3 separate regions of the Triticum aestivum genome follow, and regions 2 and 3 are each linked to region 1. A link is a contact called in public Hi-C data. All regions are on one chromosome and are shown on one strand. Each heading gives the region's core, a stretch centred on a gene start, on an enhancer-like site or on the middle of the called end of the contact. The rest is flanking DNA. Distances are from core to core; before and after follow the strand shown.

Region 1 (2,795 bases), core at 130-2,629:
TTATAGCATTGCACTATTCGTTGGATGGTATAGGCAGGTTTGCATTGTCCAATGATCCATATTTTCTAAAAGAGATATCAACTACAACTAGGATCCTGACACACTTTTAGTTGTGCACTTGCGTAATATTTCCAAATCACTTATACTTGGAATCTCTTTACACTCATGATGGATTGGAATAGCAAGTCAAGCAAACAGAACATGTATATTATATATAACTCAACACTGAATGATTGTTGCAGAAAAAATAGGTGTGGATAATGAATGGGAATGCTAATTGTAGTCAGAAATGAGGTTTGCCTCTGATTAATCAAAAGACAATTTGAGTAGACCACACTGCTCCAGCTGGTCAAACTTTAGTTGCCTGAACCGTGCGTCCAGGCATCAGGAAGAAGGCATCAGCAGGAACGGTGCTGATTCGAGTAGTTCAAGTCACCAAAGTTTAAGATGTACTTGCTGGTTTCTTAAGCTGTAACGGTTTCTTACTAGCATTTCATTATAATTAATTTCCAGCTACGACGACCTCTGAGAATCGCTCAATCCAATTGACAGTTCAAATTCAGCACGGTGAGCCCGAGAATAGCTCCAAAAGGGAAAGCAAGGAAGCATCTTTTGTTAGCCCCGTGAGAGGGGAAGGTGTAGGAAACGTACAGGCCTCTTCCTGACGGCGCGTAGATTGCTTGAACGGGCGGCAACCCCATTGCCCCGGGCGGACGGCGCTTCCGCCCGGTCGCCCACTACCGCAGCAGCGTAGGACCGGAACACCGTGGACTTGGTCGGCGCCCACGGCGGCCCCGCCGCCTTCCTCTCCCTCCCAGTCTCCTCCATTCGCCTCACGCAACCACCTCCCAGCAGGCAGGCGCAAAGCGCCCGCAGAGATCAAGTGCCCAACAACAACAGCAACAACAACACGTCAGCCCAACCCGCACCAGCCCAGGCTCCTGTTGGGATCACGGCAGCGCACTCCGAAGCAGAAGCGGCAGCAGCAGCGGCAGCAGCAGACTAAGCGGCCGCCGGCGGAGTAAAGCTGCATCCTATGAAGCGGCCATCGCCCAATGCTACTCCGGCCCGCGGCCCCGCCGATCCGATCTCCCCGGCCCTCCGCCTCCTCCTCTCGCCGCTCGGGACTGCCCCGGGCGGGGCCAACGGCTCGGAGCCGGGCCGAATTGGGCGGGTAGGGTTTTGGGCCGAGGACGGCCGGCTGCTCGTGCCCGCCGTACTCGGGGCGGCGGCGGCGGGGAAGTGGAGGCGGAGGTGGTGGAGCAGTGGGGAATTTGGAGCGGGGCGGCGAGTCCCAATCCCCTCCTCCTCCTCCTCCCTCTTTCGTCTCTTTTCTTCCTTTCCTTCCTCGTCTCCGTCACCTCCCCTCGACTCTGTGGGTTTTTTTCCGCTCGCCTTCTTTCCAGCTAATATATATACACACGTCTGGATTTTAATTACTGCGGTTAAGCAGTGGAGTTGTAACACGGTCCCAGTGGCAACGGCCTGCAATTATCAACGTCGCCACGCTGAGCACCGCTGTCATCGCGTGCTAGGCCGCGCAACGTCACTGTGCTAGTGCGAGCGTGGCCGTCCGATCTGTCCATCGTGCGGCTCTAAATGGTCGAGAAACAATATATGTTTCATTTATTTCCGCCGAAAGGACTGCGCTGAAAGATATTCATGTATATCTATCTGGTATGACTCGCGTCGGTGGGCTGGCGGTCACGTAAACAAGTAACTGGCGAGCAATGAATGGCGAAAGATTGGGAAAAATATATGTTGGGCCGGCGCATTTTCTGAGGATGTGCATTGATCGAGCCATCAAGATAGATGGATAGGCGTGGAGCAATTTCCGGGTGCGTTACGAGATGTGTAATGGTCGATTCTTCAAGATAGATGGATTGAAAAGGGATTTTCGGATGCTTACAAGATCGTGTGATGGTTGAATCTTCAAGATAGATGGATAGCCGAGGAGTAATTCATGGATTTTAATTACTGCAGTTAAGCAATGGAATTATAAACACAGTCCAGTGACAACGACCCACAATCATCAACATCGCCATGCTAAGCACCACTGTCATCGTGTGTTAGGCAGTGGAACGTCACTGTGGCCGTCCGATCTGTCCATCGTGCGGCTCTAAATGATCGAGAAATAATATATGTCCCATTTATTTCCGCCGAAAGGGCTGCACTGAAAGATATTCATATGTATCTGGTATGACTCGCCGTCGGTGGGCTGGCGGTCACGTAAACAAGTAACTGGCGAGCAATGAATGGCGAAAGATCGGGAAACGCATATGTTGGGCCGGCGCATTTTGTGAAGATTGTGCAATGATCGAGCCATCAAGATAGATGGATAGACCTGAAGCATTTTCCGGGTGCGTTACGAGATGTGTAATGGTTGGTTCTTCAAGATAGATGGATGGAAAAGGGATTTCCGAATGCTTACAAGATCGTGTAATGGCTGAATCTTCAAGATAGATGGATAGACGGGAAGTAATTCTTGAATTTTAATTACTGCAGTTAAGCAATGGAATTATAAACACAGTCCAGTGACAACGACCCACAATCATGAACGTCACCATGCTAAGCACCGCTGCCATCGTGTGTTAGGCAGTGGAACGTCACTATACTAATGCGAGTGTGGCCGTCCGATCTGTCCATCGTGCGGCTAAATGGTCGAGAAATAATATATGTTCCATTTATTTCCACCGAAAGGGCTGCGCTGAAAGATATTCATATGTATCTGGTATGACTCGCCGTCGGTGGGCTGGCGGTCACGTAAACAAGTAACTGTCAATCAATGAATTGTG
Region 2 (2,795 bases), core at 106-2,605, 140 kb before region 1:
CCCTTACAGGAAATAACAAGTGAAGATGCCGGCTTCTAAACTTTTTTTTCATGATAATATGTGTCTCATTTATATCGTAAGATCATAATACAAGCTATCTAGAAACTGGCCTCACAAAACTGAAAAGACAACAGAATGCTAGCTTTTGCACAAATGAACACCATCGATGAAAGAAAATTACAAGCAAGACCAAAGAAACCCTTGAGTTCCACACCAAAGCGCATGTCGCCTGCCTTCGGCACCACCAGAGGAAAAATTGACGGATCACCTCCTTACCTAAGCTCGACGCAGCTCTATCGTTGATATGCAGCTTTACAAACCTCCAAGATAACTCATCAATGGTGAAGCCATTGCCGTTCAACGAACCAGACCGGAGCAACACGCCGAACACGCCATCCTCCAGATCTGGCTCCCCTGCATGACTAAGTCGCAAGAGGAGGAAACCATACCTGCCAGCCACGAACCACAAACCCAGTACATGATCCACCATCTTCCGGATGCCACCGTTGCATACCACAATTTGCATTTGTTCCTCCTGGACTACCTCCTAAGCTCCGCGCCGGCGCTGGAGCAAACGCTGTCACACGGCAAAGCCCAAGGATACAAGTCCACTACGAGGATGTCGCCGCCGCCGCGCCATCCTTGCTTGAACAGACTGGTTTTCAAATTCATTCCCGACCATAGGACCGATCGCCTTGTCAGGGAAGGATCTGAAACTTCTTTATTTAGCATCGTCATTGCCACCGCCAAAGACAAGACGATGGATGACCCAAAAATCTAAGCTACTAGGGCCTAAAACCTAAAGCTACACAATCCGGATGCTAAATGTTTAGAACAATAAATCAGATTTTTCTAAAGCATCAGTGTCTATTTCTACAGAAAAGATGCCTAATTAAGCGTCTACTCCGTACAAACAAGTACGAATGCTTAAAAAAGTCTGATTTATTTCTCCAAGTATCTTTTCTAAGCACCTTGCAAATTGCATTGTACAAGGTCTTATTAGAATCTTGCGGGGCAGTTTCTCTTTGTTTCATTCTCTCTCCACACGCTTGCGTTAGCTAACTCGTCACATGTCAAATCGATTTATCGATCCACCCCGTTTGCTCGGTGATGACGGCATCAGCTACGTAGGCATTTCAACAAGTGACTACATACGGGGTAAAATGAGTGAATCTACACTCTAATATGTCTACATACATCCGTATGTGATATTCATTTGAAATGCCTAAAAAGACAAGTATTTAGGAACGGAGGGAGTAATTATTTAAGGTAATTAGTAGCTGAGGCTTGCAAGCGCTAGCCGCCGCCACCGGTCTCCTCCGACACGTAACTGCTGACGTGTGCTGCTGCGCCTGCACCCTTCTCTCTCTATAGGTGCACCATGCGGCATGCGCCCATGCCAGCCTCACTACTGAAAGCCGGAAGAAGAGAAACCCAGCTGCGTCACTGCATGCGCGCGGAGTAGTAGCGTAGGTGAGCGCGCGCAGGTGCAGGCGAAGCTAGCGACGGCATGGCGGCGCACGTGCTGGTGTTCCCGTGCCCGGCGCAGGGCCACATCAACTGCATGCTCCACTTCGCCGCAGGGCTCCTCGACGCCGGCCTCCACGTCACCTTCCTTCACACCGACCACAACCGGCGGAGGCTAGGCCTTGCCGCCGTCAAGGCGGAGGCCGATTCGCCGGGGCTCCGGTTCCTGTCCGTCACCGACGGCCTCCCGGACGACAATCCCCGCACGGCGGGTGACCTCGTCGCGCTCGTGGAGTCCATGATGACGACGACGAGGGTCGCCTACCGTGCTCTGCTCGCGTCCCTGCGCGCGGGCGCGCCCCGCGACGATGGCTTCCCTCCCGTGACCTGCGTCGTCGCTGACGGGATCCTCCCGTTCGCGATCGACGTCGCCGAGGAGCTCGGCGTCCCGGCGCTCGCCTTCCGAACGGCCAGCGCGTGCAGCTTCCTCGCTTACCTCTTCGTGCCCAAGCTCGTGGAGCTCGGCGAGGTCCCTGTCCCGCTAGGCGCCGACCTCGATGCGCCCGTCCGTGGCGTTCCGGGAATGGAGGGTTTCCTGCGGCGGCGCGATCTTCCAAGTTTTTGCCGCGGGCACGACGGGACCGGCGGCCTCCACCCCATGCTTCGGATAATCGCCGAGTTCAGCGCACACAGCTGCAACGCGCGGGCGCTCATACTCAACACGACCGCGTCGCTGGAGCGGTCGGCGCTCGCGCACATCGCGCCGCACATGCGCGACGTCTTCGCCATTGGCCCTCTCCACGCCATGTTCCAGGAGCCGGCGGCCGGCGGCGCCTTGTGGCGGGAGGACGACGGCTGCACGGCGTGGCTCGACAGCCAGGCGGACGGAACCGTGGTGTACGTGAGCTTGGGCAGCCTCGCCGTCATCTCGGTCGAGGAGTTCACCGAGTTCCTCTCCGGACTCGTGAGCGCCGGCCACCCCTTCCTTTGGGTGCTCAGGCCGGACATGGTCGGGGCGAGCCAGAACGCCGTCCTCCAGGACGCCATCAGGGCGGCCGGGAAAGGCAAGGCCCGCGTCGTGGAGTGGGCGCCGCAGCGGGACGTGCTGCGCCACCGGGCAGTGGGCTGCTTCCTGACGCATGCCGGGTGGAACTCCACGCTGGAGAGCGTCACCGAGGGCGTGCCGACGGTGTGCTGGCCCTTCTTCGTGGACCAGCAGACCAACAGCCGGTTCATGGGCGCCGTGTGGGGCACCGGGCTGGACATGAAGGACGTGTGCGAGAGGGCCGTCGTGGAGCGGATGGTGAGGGAGGCCATGGAGTCCGTCG
Region 3 (2,795 bases), core at 99-2,598, 140 kb after region 1:
CAATCGCGCCTTTTCAGATGCTACCGAATGATTGACGCATCAGCAGCGCAAAGGCAAAAGCGAAAAATAAAGAATTGCTAATGGAGGAGCAAATCTAGCGAGGATATTCGGCTAAGGGATGCATTGACGGCGCGATATTGCGCATTTACTAGTTACTACTAATAATAATCGGAGGCGTCGACTGATGATAAAAATCCGTTGTGTGTCTTTGCTGTCCGGACGGGGATTTATGGGCGCAACGGAAACGGAGGGCGGTGCTACGGCTGGCTGGTGGTGACGCGTCAGGGGGAGGGGCGCTCGCCGGTCGAGGCACTGGCGGCCGTGCAGGCGGTGCGGAGGCGTTGGCGTTGGAACTTTGAATTTTGAACTGGGCCGGTGGGTGGGAAGGACTGGGGAAAGAAAGAGGGTTCACGAGGACATGGGCAGTAGGCTTTCTGTTGTGAGCTTCGCTATGCTATGCTAGCTTTTAGTGCGGGACGACGACTGTGAGGCGGAAAGCGATGACCTGAGGAAAAAGATGTGGGGGCGAGGTGAAAAGAGATGAGGTGAAAACTGAAAAGGCCCCGAGGTTTGTTGGCTCGCGCTTTTCCTCCTCCCCGGCGTTGGCGTTGGTGCCGCAGCGGGGCGATGACGACCTGACGACGGCCTCTCGCAAGAAGTTGAGATGGGTCTGTGGAAAGGCGGCTCGCCTCACTACTGCCCTGCGACAGCCTTTTTCATGGCGGTTTTCCTCGCGATGGGGATGGAACGAGCAGGAATGGGGCTAAAGGGGCCGGTTCGAGGGGGAAATACGGGGAGGGTTCCAGCTCGAATCGCGCCGGCATTTCTGGTGGGCGAGGTTCTTGCGAAATGTAGAGGCGAGGGGAGTGGTGGTACCTTTGCGGCGTCGTTCCGAGGCAAGGTGTCAGCGGCCGGAGCGCTCCGGCATGGATCTGCGGCCAAGGAAACAAGAGGTGATGAGAGAACCTCAATCAAGAAGGAAACCATGAACAGATGGAAATACTAGCTGCCTGACTAGGCATGAGCTTACCAATGGTCCGAATGGAGGGAGGCAGGGGCCAGGCCTCGAGCGTGAAGAGACGGAGGAGGCAGGGCGGCGAAGAAGGGGAGGAGGAAGCGTGTGTGTCCCTGTGTGAAGGCCTGAAGGGGGGCTGCTGGTAGTGGTAGTGGTAGTGGTGGTACTCTGCTCTGTCTGACTATATGTTGCGATAGATAATAAATGCGGCAGGAAGGGAGAAAGAACAGAAAGCGGAGCGAAACCAGGAAGCCAAGCATGTGAGCGTGCAGGTGCCGGATCAAATATACTACTCCTACTACCCCCGCAACCGCACCATCAGCGGCCTCCCCCTGGGATTTGCTCCGTACCTCCAACCAACGGAGCCACCCGCGCTACTAATCAGCAACTCATCCTGCTCGTCTGCTTCGCTCGCTCGTTAACCTCTCGCGGCCGGCAGCTCACTCCACCACGGGCTCCAGAAGTTGAGATCCTGAAACAAAAAAAAGGCTTTGTTTCTTTCTTTCTGGTAACCACGAAGGAAAAAAAACATTTTTCTTGGTTGCAACGGCAGCGGGCGGAATCGTTTGCTTCCTCCCTTCACTTCTCCTCCCTGCCCTATCCCTGACACCTCATTTGTCACCTGTCTCGGCCTTCATTTACTCGCGGAATCGCTTGCCCTTTTCTTCCTCCCCTCCCCCTGACCGACCGACCGATCACTTCAGGCCAGGCACGCTTCTACACTTTCACATTTCCCGGTCAACTTTACTTTTACGACGCGACGCGCAGGCGCTCGGTCAGAGCCGTCGGATGCCGGATGGACGGTGGAGATCCGTGACCATACTCTGTAGACCAGGGGTATCCGAGGCCTGATGGATACGTTTGACGTTCCTACGCGTACCGCCTTGTTCTCTTGTGTCACGTGTGGCCACTGGCCAGCCATGCCACTATACACGTTCCCGCACGTACTACTTGGCATCCTGGCTGGCTCGATAGGTCTACCGGGTCCTGGACGTACGTACGTGCTGAAATGAAACCAAAGGTCATTGATGAACGTGAGCCCGGAAGAATGGAAGGGGGCTAGGGACAAAGCATTCCTTCGGCGGACGGAGCAGGCAAGAATGCGTGCAAAGTTTTCGGTCCCCAGCCCACTCGCATCGCATAGTCGCACTCTTTCGGTCGGTTTTCTTTCCCAGGCGCGCGAGGCGACAACGGGCGCATGTTGCTTCTCGGGCCCAGGGTTACGGACACGAACACACGCACAGTAGTATGCCGTCCGTATTGTACACGTAGTGTGCTAGTGCTACTGGTGAGTCGTTGGAAAGGTCGTCTGAGCGTGCGCACGTGAAATCCTCCCTCCCGCCGGCATCGACCATGGATGGGTAGAAAGCATGTGGCGTGTCGCGTGTGTGCGGTTCATCCATCAAAACTCGCTCGAGAGTTGCTGTAATATGTGCACCGGCCTCGGTTGTCAAACTCGCTCGAGAGACTGGGATCCCCACCACGTCCGGGTGAACCGAAATGATAGGCAATCAGTCGCTACTTGTTTCTTTCCAACAACAATCACATGTCTCAAAAATCATTGTCTGTAAAAAGGTTGTAGATTGCTTGCAGGAGTAGAATGTCAACCCGAGCATCATGCATCTGAATCCCGTCCAAAACGTACTCTTCAAATCAACCAAAAGGCCAGCACACCATACAGGAGAGGACAGGACAGGGCGCATGAGTGATCGTGATCGTGCACAAGCGGACGCACGGCTCAAATGCGGCCCCGTTTCCCGTTGCACGCATACCATAGTGT

Evidence for each region. Hi-C and Micro-C count contacts between places; a contact is called where the count stands out from the background.
Region 2: a Hi-C map of leaf shows a contact between it and region 1, with 3 times the contacts expected there. The contact joins the promoter of LOC123145198 here to the promoter of LOC123145200 in region 1. A contact is called at or near these places in 3 of 5 Hi-C or Micro-C datasets (all in leaf).
Region 3: a Hi-C map of leaf shows a contact between it and region 1, with 3 times the contacts expected there. The contact joins the promoter of LOC123145202 here to the promoter of LOC123145200 in region 1. A contact is called at or near these places in 2 of 5 Hi-C or Micro-C datasets (both in leaf).

Annotation. Positions count from the first base shown.
Region 1 is chr6D:376,129,924-376,132,718 of IWGSC CS RefSeq v2.1, forward strand. It overlaps LOC123145200 (dual specificity protein kinase YAK1 homolog), which reads right to left and starts at 1,380. Exons shown (of 18, transcript XM_044564559.1): 1 at 652-1,380. The coding sequence starts at 828.
Region 2 is chr6D:375,987,218-375,990,012 of IWGSC CS RefSeq v2.1, forward strand. LOC123145198 (myricetin 3-O-rhamnoside 1,2-glucosyltransferase UGT709G2-like) reads left to right here and starts at 1,356. Exons shown (of 1, transcript XM_044564555.1): 1 at 1,356-2,795. The coding sequence starts at 1,511.
Region 3 is chr6D:376,267,506-376,270,300 of IWGSC CS RefSeq v2.1, forward strand. LOC123145202 (rop guanine nucleotide exchange factor 14) reads right to left here and starts at 1,349. Exons shown (of 9, transcript XM_044564561.1): 1 at 1,031-1,349; 2 at 877-932.